Regions from separate parts of the Sus scrofa genome. Here all the other regions are linked to region 2. Evidence: chromatin contacts called from public HiChIP or PLAC-seq data. All regions are on one chromosome and are shown on one strand. Each heading gives the region's core, a stretch centred on a gene start, on an enhancer-like site or on the middle of the called end of the contact. The rest is flanking DNA. Distances are from core to core; before and after follow the strand shown. Region 1 overlaps WWOX (WW domain-containing oxidoreductase). Region 2 overlaps WWOX (WW domain-containing oxidoreductase). Region 3 overlaps WWOX (WW domain-containing oxidoreductase).

Evidence for each region. HiChIP or PLAC-seq counts read pairs in DNA pulled down with a chosen protein or histone mark.
Region 1: an H3K27ac HiChIP or PLAC-seq map of skeletal muscle shows a contact between it and region 2. The contact joins two enhancer-like sites. A contact is called at or near these places in 2 of 47 Hi-C or Micro-C datasets (embryonic fibroblasts and psoas muscle) and 1 of 2 datasets of contacts at active chromatin or transcription factors (skeletal muscle).
Region 3: a contact with region 2 is called in an H3K27ac HiChIP or PLAC-seq map of skeletal muscle, with 4 times the contacts expected there. The contact joins two enhancer-like sites. A contact is called at or near these places in 2 of 47 Hi-C or Micro-C datasets (brain and liver) and 1 of 2 datasets of contacts at active chromatin or transcription factors (skeletal muscle).

Annotation. Positions count from the first base shown.
Region 1 is chr6:9,615,172-9,619,573 of Sscrofa11.1, forward strand. WWOX (WW domain-containing oxidoreductase) reads right to left here. Exons shown (of 9, transcript XM_021097054.1): 6 at 61-149. Among named protein-coding and RNA genes, the nearest start is that of WWOX, 250 kb to the right of the region's middle. Within about 2 kb of position 1,385, at least 7 of the 83 cell types and tissues checked have an H3K27ac peak or open chromatin away from gene starts, as enhancers often do. A contact at or near this core is called in skeletal muscle, where this site is marked.
Region 2 is chr6:9,743,133-9,747,496 of Sscrofa11.1, forward strand. All of the region lies in intron 5 of WWOX (WW domain-containing oxidoreductase), which reads right to left. Among named protein-coding and RNA genes, the nearest start is that of WWOX, 130 kb to the right of the region's middle. Within about 2 kb of position 2,594, at least 17 of the 83 cell types and tissues checked have an H3K27ac peak or open chromatin away from gene starts, as enhancers often do. A contact at or near this core is called in skeletal muscle, where this site is marked.
Region 3 is chr6:9,556,473-9,560,840 of Sscrofa11.1, forward strand. The region is part of intron 8 of WWOX (WW domain-containing oxidoreductase); the gene reads right to left. Among named protein-coding and RNA genes, the nearest start is that of WWOX, 310 kb to the right of the region's middle. Within about 2 kb of position 2,454, at least 8 of the 83 cell types and tissues checked have an H3K27ac peak or open chromatin away from gene starts, as enhancers often do. A contact at or near this core is called in skeletal muscle, where this site is marked.

The DNA of each region.
Region 1 (4,402 bases), core at 135-2,634, 130 kb before region 2:
TGATACAGACATTACAATAGCAAGATATTATGATCTATAACCCTCCACTGGAACACTCACACATTCTTGGCCTTGAACGCTTGAGCAAAATGCTGCACGCTACGGAGCACAGCGAGGTCCAGGGTCATTGCTTCTACCTTGGCTTTGTGCTGGAATGAGAGAAAATAAAAAGGAATGATAAATAACAGCAAGTTTAGTTCATGGTATCCAGTTACAGCAAATGTGTTATGGAACAAGTCGGAATTCCCCTGTTTAATATTAGACGCCCAGAGAGAATATAAATCATTGGACTGAATGGAAGAACGGGGCTTTTTCCTGCCAAGTTTAGGGAGGACGGGAGGCTGGGGGTTGTGCTGTTTCACTTAGGGCACAGAACAGGCTCCAAAGGGTCCTTGGGCTCACGCAGCTTCTCTCGATCTGCCCCCTAAAAACACGCTAACGACTGGGGCGTACCAGCACAAAGCCCAGCTCCTGCAAGAACTCAGGAGACGAGATTTTTATCTCAAAATCTGCTGCCCGGGTTCTGAAATGACTCCACCAAGCCTGAACGCCAATCTGTGTACAGAAAGTACAGAAGCAGGCAAGACTCATCTACACCAGTGGAGCGCAGCTGATCCACATCCCCGCCGGTTTAGAAACCTGGAAAGTCTGGGGGTAGAGACCCCAGGGTCAGGAACCCTCTAGACAGATGCAATGCATGTGGTTGTTACAACGATGCTAACAACGACCACTGTCTACTCTGAGCCGGCGCCAGGCGGGCATTTACCGCCACATCTCATTTCCTGCTCAGGACAACGGAAGGAGGGTTGTGTTTTCCCTGTTTCACAACACGACCTCTCATCAGAGAGGGCAGGGCTAAGATGCGGGATGGCAAGACCTCAGGTCCTTCTGACACGAAAGCCCAGGGTCCCTCCAGGGACAGAAGGACGGCAGCGGTCAGGACGCAAAGCCAGCCCCATCCCTGCATGGCCCTGGAGCACAGTTCTGGAAGGATTAAGGTTGCCTTTCAGACATGCCCATGTTACGGGGCCCTCCCAATTTTTAAGTCTGGCTGGACTTTGGGGTATGAGCTGAAGAACTGTCCCTTTTCAGAGCTCTCTCCTCCAAAGGACACAGGGCCCAGAATGCCAGGCCACCCGCCTGTTCAGGTGAGAAGAGCCCCATGAAACACATGGTTAACATGGGAATTCTTGTCTAGACTGTGATGCTCAAGTAAGGCCATGGAGAATAACACGATACTCTGATGGTGAGACGGGGGCGGCGAGCAAGCGGCCCTGCCGAAGACCCAGCCAAACGGTCTGGCGCGGGGCGGACACACACTGTGCTGAGAGGCTTAGTGTGTCTGTGGCAGCTCAGCTCGGCCGCTGAGGTCCTGGGCTCTGACCCAAGTCCCAGGCCTGGAACAGGGAACACCAGGCAGAGACAGCTGGAAAACACACTGACTTTGGGCCACCTAATGTTCCCCAGCCTCAGTTTCCTCATTCGTAAAAGGTGAAAATGAATCACCTACTCACAGACGTGTGAGATTCGGTGGAAAGCACCTTCCATCCTGCCTGGAAGAGCGAAGGTATTTCATCAGTTTAACCACCAGGAGGTAAGACGCCCATTCTGACAAGTTCCTTCCCCGAGGCCACCCCGTCATCGGCAGCAGGTGGATGCCAGGGTGTGCCATCAGACCTGATCCCCTTGGATCCTGGAGGATCCGGGTCCCGCCTACTAACAGAGCCCAGTTTTGGGGGAGGGTGTATGGAACGAGTAAATGACACCCCCCCCTCAAAGCCCAACAGCCTCTCCATGGCAAAGGCAAGTTGGCCAAAGTGGATTTAAATTCCTCAGACAACAGCAGGAGATGGACACACCTGCAGATTTTAGGAAGAGGAGGAGAAGCATCTAATCAGATCCAAGAAAGAGGGCAAGTGCCCATACCTGGGTTTTGTTAGACTTTCCTAAGATGGGGAAATTTTAGAGTGGGAGGGGCCACAGCAAGGCCAGGCCACGCCCCTCACCGTACTGGAAGGACACCAGCACTGGGCGCAGCGGACGCACCTGAGTGACGCTGCAGCCTGGGCAGAGAGCCTGGGACTCTGGGTTGGGAGCAAAGCCCCACCCGCTTTCCATCTAAGGGTCCGATAATTATCTGTGGTCAAGGTCTCAGGGGAGTAGAAAGTCTGTCAGTGGCTAACTTGGATTCCCCAGAGATTCCTATGCCTCGTAAACGCTCAGCTACCCAATCTGATGCTCTCCGGCCCCAGCCTCACCGTGCACAGAGCGTGACACTTGCTGCCAGCAGTGCTTCTTCCAGCCCTCTGCACGTACCACGAAAGCAAAGCCAGAGACTGCTTCTCCTAGGAAAGGGGTGGAAGAGACTTTGCTCCTCTTGGCCCAGCCCCCTGCGGAAACGCCAAGGGATACGCAGGCTCCCTGCTATAATAAGGCACCTACACATTGCTCCCATAAAACAGGGAGAACCTTCCCAGGTGGTGACCCCATGACAGTAATTCCAATGAAAACAATGGCACGGCCAAGTGGGACGACGGGACATGGGTACAGATGTGCAAGTTCCACCTGGGAAGCTGTCTTCTGCACACGCACACCCCCCCGCCCCCCTTTCATTTAAGATAAAGCACAGAGCTGCCACTGCCAATAAGAACAAAATCAGAACATACACATCCAGGGGGAACAAGGGGTCACAAGCCAGCAAGGAGTTCAACAGACTAATCCACAGGCTGCGGGTTACTCGGCTCCTGGGGACAGTGATTCAAATCCACACACAATTACTCAAGTAATTCTCCTGCCCTCAGTATCAGGTTTCCTGTTTCTGCTACTGACCCTGAGAAATGCAGAGAGACTGTGTGTGCAATGCAGCTGGGTCTAGGGAAGGAAAGGCACAGCGTTTAGAATTAGGGGGTTTGTGTGTGTTTACGTGAGCGTGTGTGTGTGTGTGTTGGGGGGGTTGCTCTTCTGAGTGTCTAATAAACCTAACAACGATACAGAAATGTGTATCAAGGGACACACTGTGACTGGGAAGGCAGCGGCTGATGGGCTGCAAACAGCAAGCAGGTTTGAGGCTAAATTAGCGCTTGTTGGAGGAAAGCAGGAGGCCCCATCTGCCAAGGTGAGCTTTCCTGCCGAGTGTGACGACAATTCCCTTTCTTGGTTTAACTCATTTTTGGTGTGTTGTTACCTTCTATTTGGAACTAATGACAGACTCACAATAAGTGGCCAAAACAGTACTGAGAGTGCCCACACACCCAGGTCCCCCCGCCCCCGCCCCCAGATGGTGAACCTAATTCAAGTCCAGCACACCATCCAAACCGGAAGATGGACACTGTCACAGAGCTACTCATTAGACCAGAGACAGTTTTCGGATGTCACTGGTGTGGAGACGCATGCAGTTTCTCTGATTCGGAATATCTGTGTTATCACATGGAGTATTCTGTGACATTTTATCACACGCACAGAGTCATAAAACTATCACGACGTTTAAGATACAGAACAACGGTCCCATCACCACTAAAGAACAGTTCCATTCTTTTATTAAGCTGTTAAATAAATTAGCATTTGCCACCCGGGATGTGAAACGTTCAGGCCTCGCGTGGCTAGAGTCTACGCTCCGGAGGGGCACAATACACACACATAAAGAGTCCTAGCTTAACACTTTTTATAGCTCAGAACGGGCAACAAGATATGATCCAAATTCCTTAGCACCAGTGCCTCTGTACCAATCCAGATGAGCTTCGGTAACCAACAGCCCCCAAGCCTTGGTGTCTTAAGAGAACCAAGGATTATTACTCGCTCACATTTCGTGCCCATCCAGGGCCGCGGGACCATGGCCATCACGACTAGCCAGCGGCCCAGGCAGACGGCACTCCCACCCTCTGTAACATCAGTGTGGGGAAGAGAATGTGCCGGTTGCACCAGGAATCTCACAGGCTTCTACACAGAGGTGACAGATGCCACGTCGGCTCACATCTCATTGGCACAGCAAACCTTGGGGCTGGGCTTAGCTTTAAGAAGGTGAAACCCTCCATACGCCCAGGAAGAAAAGAAATGCAAACTTATACACAGTGAATTAGCAGTACCCACTAACACGCAGTTCTTGATTGTGCCCTGTCTACCTCTCCAGGCTTATTTCAGGTCACTTCTTGCTTTATACTTTCATTAGTTATAGAAAAATTCAGAAAAGACAGATGAATGTGGACAGAAAAGCATCTACAGACCCATCACCCTAGTAAGAACTGTTAGCTTTAAATATATCCCTCCCGGCTTCCTTCTTCTCTACCGCTCCATCTACCCAGCTAGGCAACTCTCCACTGGCCTAGCTTGAACAGACAGAACCTCTTCCTAGAACTTTGAATCTTAAAATGCTATCAAACGCCTCTCTCAATCTCCTTACTCTGTT
Region 2 (4,364 bases), core at 1,344-3,843:
CAGGAACACAATAAGCTGGACAGAAGAACCAATACTACCACAAGGGGACTGGGATCCATTTCCGACACCCAGACTACAGAACCCTCTCTGACGCTCCTTGTGACTCTGGGCACATGCCTATGTTCTCATGAAGCCAGGGCACACTTTTTGATATCTAGGTTCAGGATATACTAATGTTTTATCCCGCCTGGGCCAAGAACAAGCAATTACAGATGAAACAAATCCAGAATTAAAACATGGATTCACCCACAGAAAGGTCTGGAAATGACGACAGAGAGAATGCATGTGAGTAAACTTCTTACAGGCAAGTCCAGTGTTTCAAACGGCCCCGCGGAAGGTGCTCCAAGCAGGGAAAGGGAAACCACAAAACGACCTTCAAAGCGCTGAACGTGCCTGCTGAAAAAGCAAGGCCAACCGACAGACTGAAAAAGCAAAGGCTTCACAAAAATACCTATTTTCCAAACAGTGTGGAGGTTCCTCAAAAAACTAAAAAGAGAACCACCATCTGACCCAGCAATTCCACGTCTGGGGGTGTGTGTGAAAAGAACAAAACAGGAATTTGAGAAGATACCTGCGCCCCAGTGTTCACAGCAGCACTCTTTACAGGACCTGGAAGCAACCCAAGTGTCCACCGACAAAGAATGGATAAAGAAGATGTATATACAATGGAATACTCCTCGGATAGTAAAAAAAAAAAAGCAATGCTGTCATTTGCAGCACCATGGACACACTTGGAAGGCACGATGCTAAGGGAAAGAGGTCACACAGAGCAAGACAGATACGCTATGACATCCCTTATACACAGAATCTAAAAAAACACAACAAACTAGTACATTGAAGAAAAAGAAGCAGACTCGAAGATCGAGAGCACAAACTAGGGGTTGTGAATAGGGGAGGAGCACGATAGAGGCAGAAGAACAAGAGGTACAACCTGTCATGTATAAAATTATTAAATAAGCTGTAAGGATGTAGCACACAACGTGGGGAATATAACTTTTATATTAACTATAAATGGAGAATAACTTTTAATCATTGGGAATCACTGTATTGTACACCTACTTATCATGTATCAACTATACGTCAATAAACTTCAACTATACTTCAATAAACTTTTTTTTAAAAAAGATACATGCACCCCAGTGTTCACTGCAGCACTACTTACAACAGCCAAAAAAATGGAAGCCACCTAAATGTCCACGGACAAAGAAATGGATAAAGAAGTGTATTTATACATACACATATATAAATGAGGGAATATTACTCAGCCATAAAAAAAGAATGAAAAAAATGCCCTTTGAAAGAACATGGACGGACCTAGAGATTATCATACTAACTGAAGTTAGACAAATACCATGTGATATCACTTGCATGTAAAATCTAAAAAAAGGGATACAAATGAACTTATTTACAAAACACAGAGACTCACAGACTTTGAAAACAAGCTATGGTTACCAAATCAGAAAGGTCGGGGAGAGGGCTGGACTGGGGTTGGGGACTGGCACATGGTACAGGAAATGGATGGGCAGCAGGGACCTGCTGTAGAGCCCAGGCCATCTCCTCAACAGTCTGTGATAACCCACGTGGGCAAAGAATCGGAACAAGAAGGGCTGCTGTGTGTACACGTATAACTGAATCGCTCTGTTGCAGCAAAGAGATGGTCACAACCTTGAAAATCAACTAGACTTTAAACAAGAAGAGCTAACGACAGTGAGGCGCATCCCCTTCCAGAAACACACACACACACACAACCATGAAAGGCCACAAACCGAGAATGACAAGCACGGCCACGCTCCACTTTAAAGTCCGGAGCTATCTGAAGACAGGAGACTTGGCACAGCCCTTTCCTCACCAATAACAACAATAAATATTTCATAATAATTTAAAATTAATTATGAATGAGGCACAACATTTTCTTCCATCACCTTTACCAACTTCGTAACGTGTGTGTGTGTGTGTGTGTGTGTGTGTGTGTATTTTCTTATTTTAAAGCCGACGGGTATGGGGTAGGGGTTTCTTTTCCTTCCCATCTTCTCTTGACAAAAGGACCCACTGTCAAGTCAACCGTTTTCCAGGTCACCCAGCAGGAAATTAGAAGTGGTGTTGTTATCCTAATCACTGGGGTAAAAAAATAAAAATAAACAAACCAACCTGTATCCAAGATCCTGCTGTATCAACTCAGTCGGGGTTGGTTTTTTTAAGTTGGATTTAATTTTGAAATCCCTTACGTTAGGAGACCTGTGGGTCATTTTACTTCTACTTTTACAATAGAGACCTGTGGTTCTTTTTCCCCCGATCAATCCAACATACAGTGACTTGTGGTCAATGCATAATAAAATCAGAGTTAGCTTTTGACTTGGGAGAATTATAAGCATTTTGTTTCTATGGTTTCCTAGTTCTTCAATTTCGAAAATGCCTTATCAAGTCCAAGACTTCCCAAAATACTGGAGTTTTAGAGAATACTCTTTTTCAACGCTTTGAAAACGAAACAGGCACGATGGAACAGCAATCTCGGCTATTGAGTAACTTGTAAACCCTGCCGAGACATACAAAAACAAGGCCGCTGGAGCCAGCGCCCTGGGGCGAGGCCTTGGCCCCAGCACCACACCCGTGAACTCCTGATGACCCTCAAGTATCCCCGTGTGATATATCACAAACACTAGAACGCAGTGTTGTAATTACAGGGAGCAATTGATTTTTAAAGGCCTGTATGGAAATTAATACTCATAAAAATAGCATAACCTGAACCAGAGAATTTAGGGATTAGAGCATTCTGAATGTTAGACTTCAAATTTCTAAAGGCTGCGTATGAGTTAGCATTCACAAAGCTTTTTAAAAATGGAACCGCTGTGTGCATGCTCGATTCATTCATAATCCAGGAATTTTTTTAAATGGGTCTTATGTTCTCCTAACATAATCAGGATGCTGGGCCCGCGCCCCTTCTTCCTGCAGGCAGCTTAGAATGTCAGGGCGCACAGTACCTGCAGAGAGAGACGAGGAACGGGGGCCCATCAGGTAGTAACTCCTGGGCCAAGCACTGGGGGCGCCTGTTTGCTGGGGAGGGAATCAGCGCAGAGGCCCAAGGAGAAGAGAACACTGACAGGTTCTGGCGGATTAAGGGGCATCTTGGTGTGAAAAGTGAATCATCAAGGGAGAACGTTTTAAAGTCTTAGTTAAGCTGAAATGGTACCTATTCATAGAACGGAGTCCATTCGTGGAGGGAGAATTCCAACATGAGGCTGCCAGGCCACCACAGCACCTTAAAAATATCCTTCATGGGGTAACCTTCATGTTACCATGGGGAAGGCAGCCCTCGAAAAGAGGTAGACCAACGTGTACAACGATGAAATGGCAGTTAAGCACGCTGGTCACTGACGAGGTTTGGACAGCATTTCAGGTATGTGAAAACACAGGAAAACACCACGCCAGTGTCTGACTTAGAACCTGGACTGCTTCCAGCTGAAGGGACCACTCCCTGCCAAAATGGTAAGTATCTCTTCCTGGCCTTCCCTTCCACACGCCTCTAACAGGTAGTGGCCCCAAAGGAAGCCAAGGGCTTTAGAAATAAACAAATACAGATATTCATTCCTTCTGAATTTCCAAATCAATGACAGAACGTGAAAATAATACTTGAGAAGCACTTCCCGTTTTTCAAAGGATTTTTATAGATCTTATGCGGTCTTCCAAAAGCGAAAGTAAATTCAAATTCAAAACAAATAATTTTATTCCTCTCATGTGTGTGCGCGTGAATATTTATTCCCCCCCCCACACACACAGAGAGCGAGAAACCCTGGAGATAGTCTCCCAGTTTCCCAAAGGGAGCTTTTCTTATCGCTGCCCCAAATCTGCAGGAACAAGGATTTCTTCCCAACACTGAGCTCCTCCCTCTTATCACCTAAGATTCACGTCGGAAAACCCTTGACGTCTCGACTTCTGAATCCCTGATGGGAGACGCCAACACGAATGTGTTCCAGTCACAACCAAGCAAGAGGTGGGAAGTAGAGGTGACTGTCCAATATCATGTGCATTTATTCATTTCGGATAAACAAGACCCACAGAGACACTCTCTTGAGAGGTCCGGCCTTACTGCTGGGAGGTAATGAATAGAGAGCCAGGTCTGGTTTTGACTTCAATCACCCTAACGCTATTTCTCCCTGTTGAAGAACTGAAATTCTTAACTCTTGCTACTCTTGGGATTCTCAGGAAAGTGATTCTGAGTCTATGGGTGAAATACTGCATTCTTAAAAAAAAAAAAAAAAAAAAAAGACACTTCTTTGTACTTTCCAACTCTGATGTATTACATACTACCTATTTAAATGTTGCAGCTTCTCACAGAATACAGCAAGGACTTTCCGTTAGTCACAGAT
Region 3 (4,368 bases), core at 1,204-3,703, 190 kb before region 2:
CAAAAGCTGAATGGAGGCCTGCACAGAAATGTAAGGGGTGGGGGGGTCCTGCCATTGTCAGACCGTTAGAGAAACGAGGCCGCCCCAGGAAGAACAGGGCAGGAGCAGCCTGAGAGAGGACTGCCCGTCTGCATCCACAGACAGGCAGGAAGTGCAGATAGATCAGGGTTCAAATGCTGCCTCTGCCTCGGATATGGCTTCTAACCTACAGCTTTATCACCTAGGAAATGGAGATTGTCATTAAGTTACACGAGATGTGGGCACACAGTAAGCACGCAACAGATTCCAGCAGGGACCGTGGGCTCTGCTCTCGGTGAACTCTTTCCTCCTCCCCCTCTAGCTGGAGGCGCCTCCTCTCTCTGGACCACTCCTCTCGCCCGCTCTCCCTTACTCTTCCCCGCCACCCTTCTCTCTTCCTTCCTTCCCTCCCTTCCTCTCAATTGTGTTTAATGTTGCACTTACCAGTGCAGCCGCCATGCTGAGCAATGAGCCTTGCACGCGAGCCCTCCCCAGGCCACATCTCTCCAGGACAGATCAGCCAGAGCCCTAGCCAGGCCTCCATTGGTGTGGACGTGCTCCCACGAACTTCGCATCCTCTACAACATGCCGCTGCCTGTGTGTCCTAGGCTGTGATCACCAGGCCAAAAACCGAATCAAATGGCAGCCCCGCCACCGTTACAAAATTGAACACGACTGTCCTGAGGCCCAAAGGTCTGTACTGAGAAACTGGGAGGTTTGACTTGCTGTTTTTCATCATCCAGATGATCATTTGCAAACAGAGCCCTATTATAATAAAACACCATTTATACTCTTCACTTGACCACAAACAACAACCCTAACACGTATCAGCACTGGGGTGAGGTAAGCTTGAGAACTGCCCAAGTTTTATAGACGGGGCTGAAAACCTGACAGGAGGACTTTGCCCAATAGATGCCACAACCACGGAGGCAAACAAGAGTGGAGAACCTGCTATGTGCCAGATGTGAAGTGCATCCATACACACTGTCTCATCATCTCCTCTCATTGGGCCCTGTCTGACCCCACCTGACACCAAACAAGTGACCAGCCAGCTATACTTATCACAAATACTTACTACTCATCACATCTGGACAATGCTGGAGAGCTTCTTCTTCTATGAATTTAAAGAATAACAATGGAGTGTCAAAAATTTCCAGCCACACAGAAATTTGCAAATGGACACCTTGATTTTTAAGGGGATGTCCTTTCAGCTATCTTGGCATTTCATGAAGACTCGTAAAAGAATTCCTTCAATTAGCCTTTCCCACGGATGGCCACCACCTACACATACCTGCAAGGGCACTCGAGCAGGTGCACTGCACCTGAAATAGCCCCCTGCGTTCTGCAAAATGTCAACCTCAAATGCAAATTCCTTTCATGTTGCGTATTTATCTTCTTTCCTGTGCTCCTCCTGGCACAGCAAGACCAAATCTGTTCCGGTGAACACAGGACTGCCGTGGGAAAGGGATCTGACACGAGGCAAATACCTCCCCTTTGCAAAGGCAAATACAAGTCCAAAGAGCCTCCAAGCTAGGGTGCATAAATGTCCCTGCTCCTGGGGAGAAGGGACACTGGAGGCCAGCTGTGACATGCCAGTTCTCCCAGACCCGTGGGGAAAGGTTACCGTGGCGGCTTCCAAGGGGGCCAAGTGCTGGTGCCCAAGAGAAAGAGCCAGGACGGGGCGAGGCCTAGGGCCACCGTCATGGTTTGGATGCTCTTGGCATGGCCGTCCTGGCAGCCGCTGCCTCCATCCTCAGAGCTAATCAAGGGGAAGGGAACTGGTCCAGGCGGCGGCGGGGAGAGTTTACAACAACTGACAGTAACTATAACATACGCCAGTTTGTATTAAGATGTTATTGCACCTTTCCAGTTCTAATCACCAATTATGACTCTATTACTCCTGCTTGGCAGTTCATCGGCTCCTGCCGCCGCTCAGGGCGACTCGGAGACGGACCTCTGATCTCCCGGTTCCGCTCCAGCGCGCGCTCAGCACGGAGGCTGTCATCTGCAGACACTGAGGGGGAAGGCACTGCCGGGGCTGAGATAACTGTACCTGACCTTACAACAATTTACCAAGGAAATGCCTCCTTAATAGCGGTGCGAGCACAGTTTCCTTTCTGCTCGCCACGGCCCTGCAAATTAGCGACAACAGGATAAATCTATGGCCGGCTCACCAGACACTTCATTAAATCACTGTTCCCTTGCCTTGTAGCGCACTAATAGAATCACAGCCCTCGTTAGCTACTGAATAAAAGATCAATCACGGACTTTGAAAGCTCTTGCTACGAGCTTCCAGAGGAAACAAGGAGGGGGCGGAAAAATAAAAAGGAGAGCGAGCGAGCCAGCGAGAAAGAGAGAGAGAGACAGAGAGAGATGGCTCGGATCATCGCTGAGCTTCTGAATGGCCGCGCTGCAAGTTGCTTCAATTACCTTTTCCACAACTGGCTTCCAAGTGCAATACTCAGAGGAACTTGTTAAGCCTGCTTTCAAGAACAGCGCTCTAATATACGACTGTTAGACCCTGGTCAAAAGTTCATAATGTGCATATGTAAAAAGGTACTAAATTGCCTGAGGGCTAAAACCAGAGGAGTTTAATTGTAGCAAAATGCTAAAAACGGTCTGCTGAGGGTCCTTCTGTTGGGACACTGCTGGCTCTGGCTGATTGAAGTGCAGAACATAAAAGCCTTGCAACAATATTTCCTTAAATGCTGGGGAAACGGCCAGCAGTTGGTACTGCATGAATGCGGTGGTTCAAGAAAAACATTTTCCTCCCCTAAAATAAATAGAGTATTAAGAACTGCTCTAGCCCGTAGTTCTCAAGCATGATGGAAAAGGGAGGGCTGGATGATAATAAATAAGGGATAATTCATAGGGCACGTCCCATCTCCTGGCGCTATGTTTTTACACAGAGCACATCGAAGGGACTCGGGCATAACCGGTAAGGGTTTTTGGAGTGCGAGTGGCTCTGATTTTGAAAACAGCTTTGTGCTGAAATAACAGCTGCTCCTGGCCCATCACCGGCTGAGACGTGTACTCACACGGGGATCCTTGCAAACAGCCCTGTTTGGCTTCTCTTTAGTTCGTCTTTCATAAAACACGATCAACTGCACACACAGCTGGCCTGCTAAGACGGGTTTCTCATGCCCAGAACTCTCGACCCTGTCCAAACATCCTCCCACTTTTCTGCCCTCTTCCCAGCCTTACTAATTAGGACCTCATTGGGATAAATGACAATGCGAGAATAGTGCTTGGTGACGCAGAATGCTGGTGGAGCCTGTGTCAAAGACAGAAAGCCCAGGGAACGTAGGATTTGGCAGGTGGGCTTTCCGATTTAAAAGACTCCTTTGGGAAAGCTACGGTCAGCTTTCATGGAGAGTGCCACATGCATCCATGTTTTATTTTAATTATGTATCATCTATCAGACATGAAATTCTACACGTTTCTTATAGGACCAAACTCACACAGAAGACAACAGAGCCGTAAGCAGGTTATCACCCACACTGGGCTGCACGCCCACGGGTAAGGGCTGAAACATGGGTTGCTGGCCTCCTTGTACTCGTGGCAAGACTGTGGCAAATGAGGTGAGCAACATTCATATCCCAGTGTCCTGCAGCATCATCCTCAGGGAAAATATTCCCAAACTTGCAAGGAGATGCCGGTGATACTTCCTAATACAATGGAGCACATTCAAAATCCAGTCCAAATAAAGCAGCCACCTAATACTTAACGTCATCAGAACTGCTCAAGAATCCCACCACCTCGTCTTCTGGTCCTTGGATTGGTTCAGAATATATTACACGTTGTATTTTAAAAGCAGTCAAGCCTACCTTTAGTTTTTTTGATTTGGGGGTTTTTGTTTTGTTTTTATTTTGTTTTTGCTTAGTTTTTTTTCTTTTTGTTTTTTAAGGGCTGCACCCACTGCATATGGAAGTTCCCAGGCTAGGGGTCGAATCAGAGCTGCAGTCAAGGTCTACACCACAGCTACAGCAACCCCAGATCCAAGCCGCGTCTGCAACCTACACCACAGCTCATGGAAAGGCCAGATCCTTAACCCACTAAGCAAGGCCAGGGATCAAACCTGCATCTTCACAGACACTAGGTCAGGTTCTTAACCCACTGGGCCACAGTGGAAAGTCCCTATTCTTTGGTTCTTGAGAAGCGAAGTTGTCGCCGGTCACTGGACAAATCTGCAAACGCCACACCAGCTTTTTCTCTGACCAACTGCAAAACCGGAGTTATTCGGGCTGGTGTTCTATACAAGAAACAGGCAACCTCTGCGTGTCTACCTGCGTGAGTTGGCTCTAGCGGCCAGCGGGTGTGCAGAAATCTGGGCACCTGAAGCACTGGTAT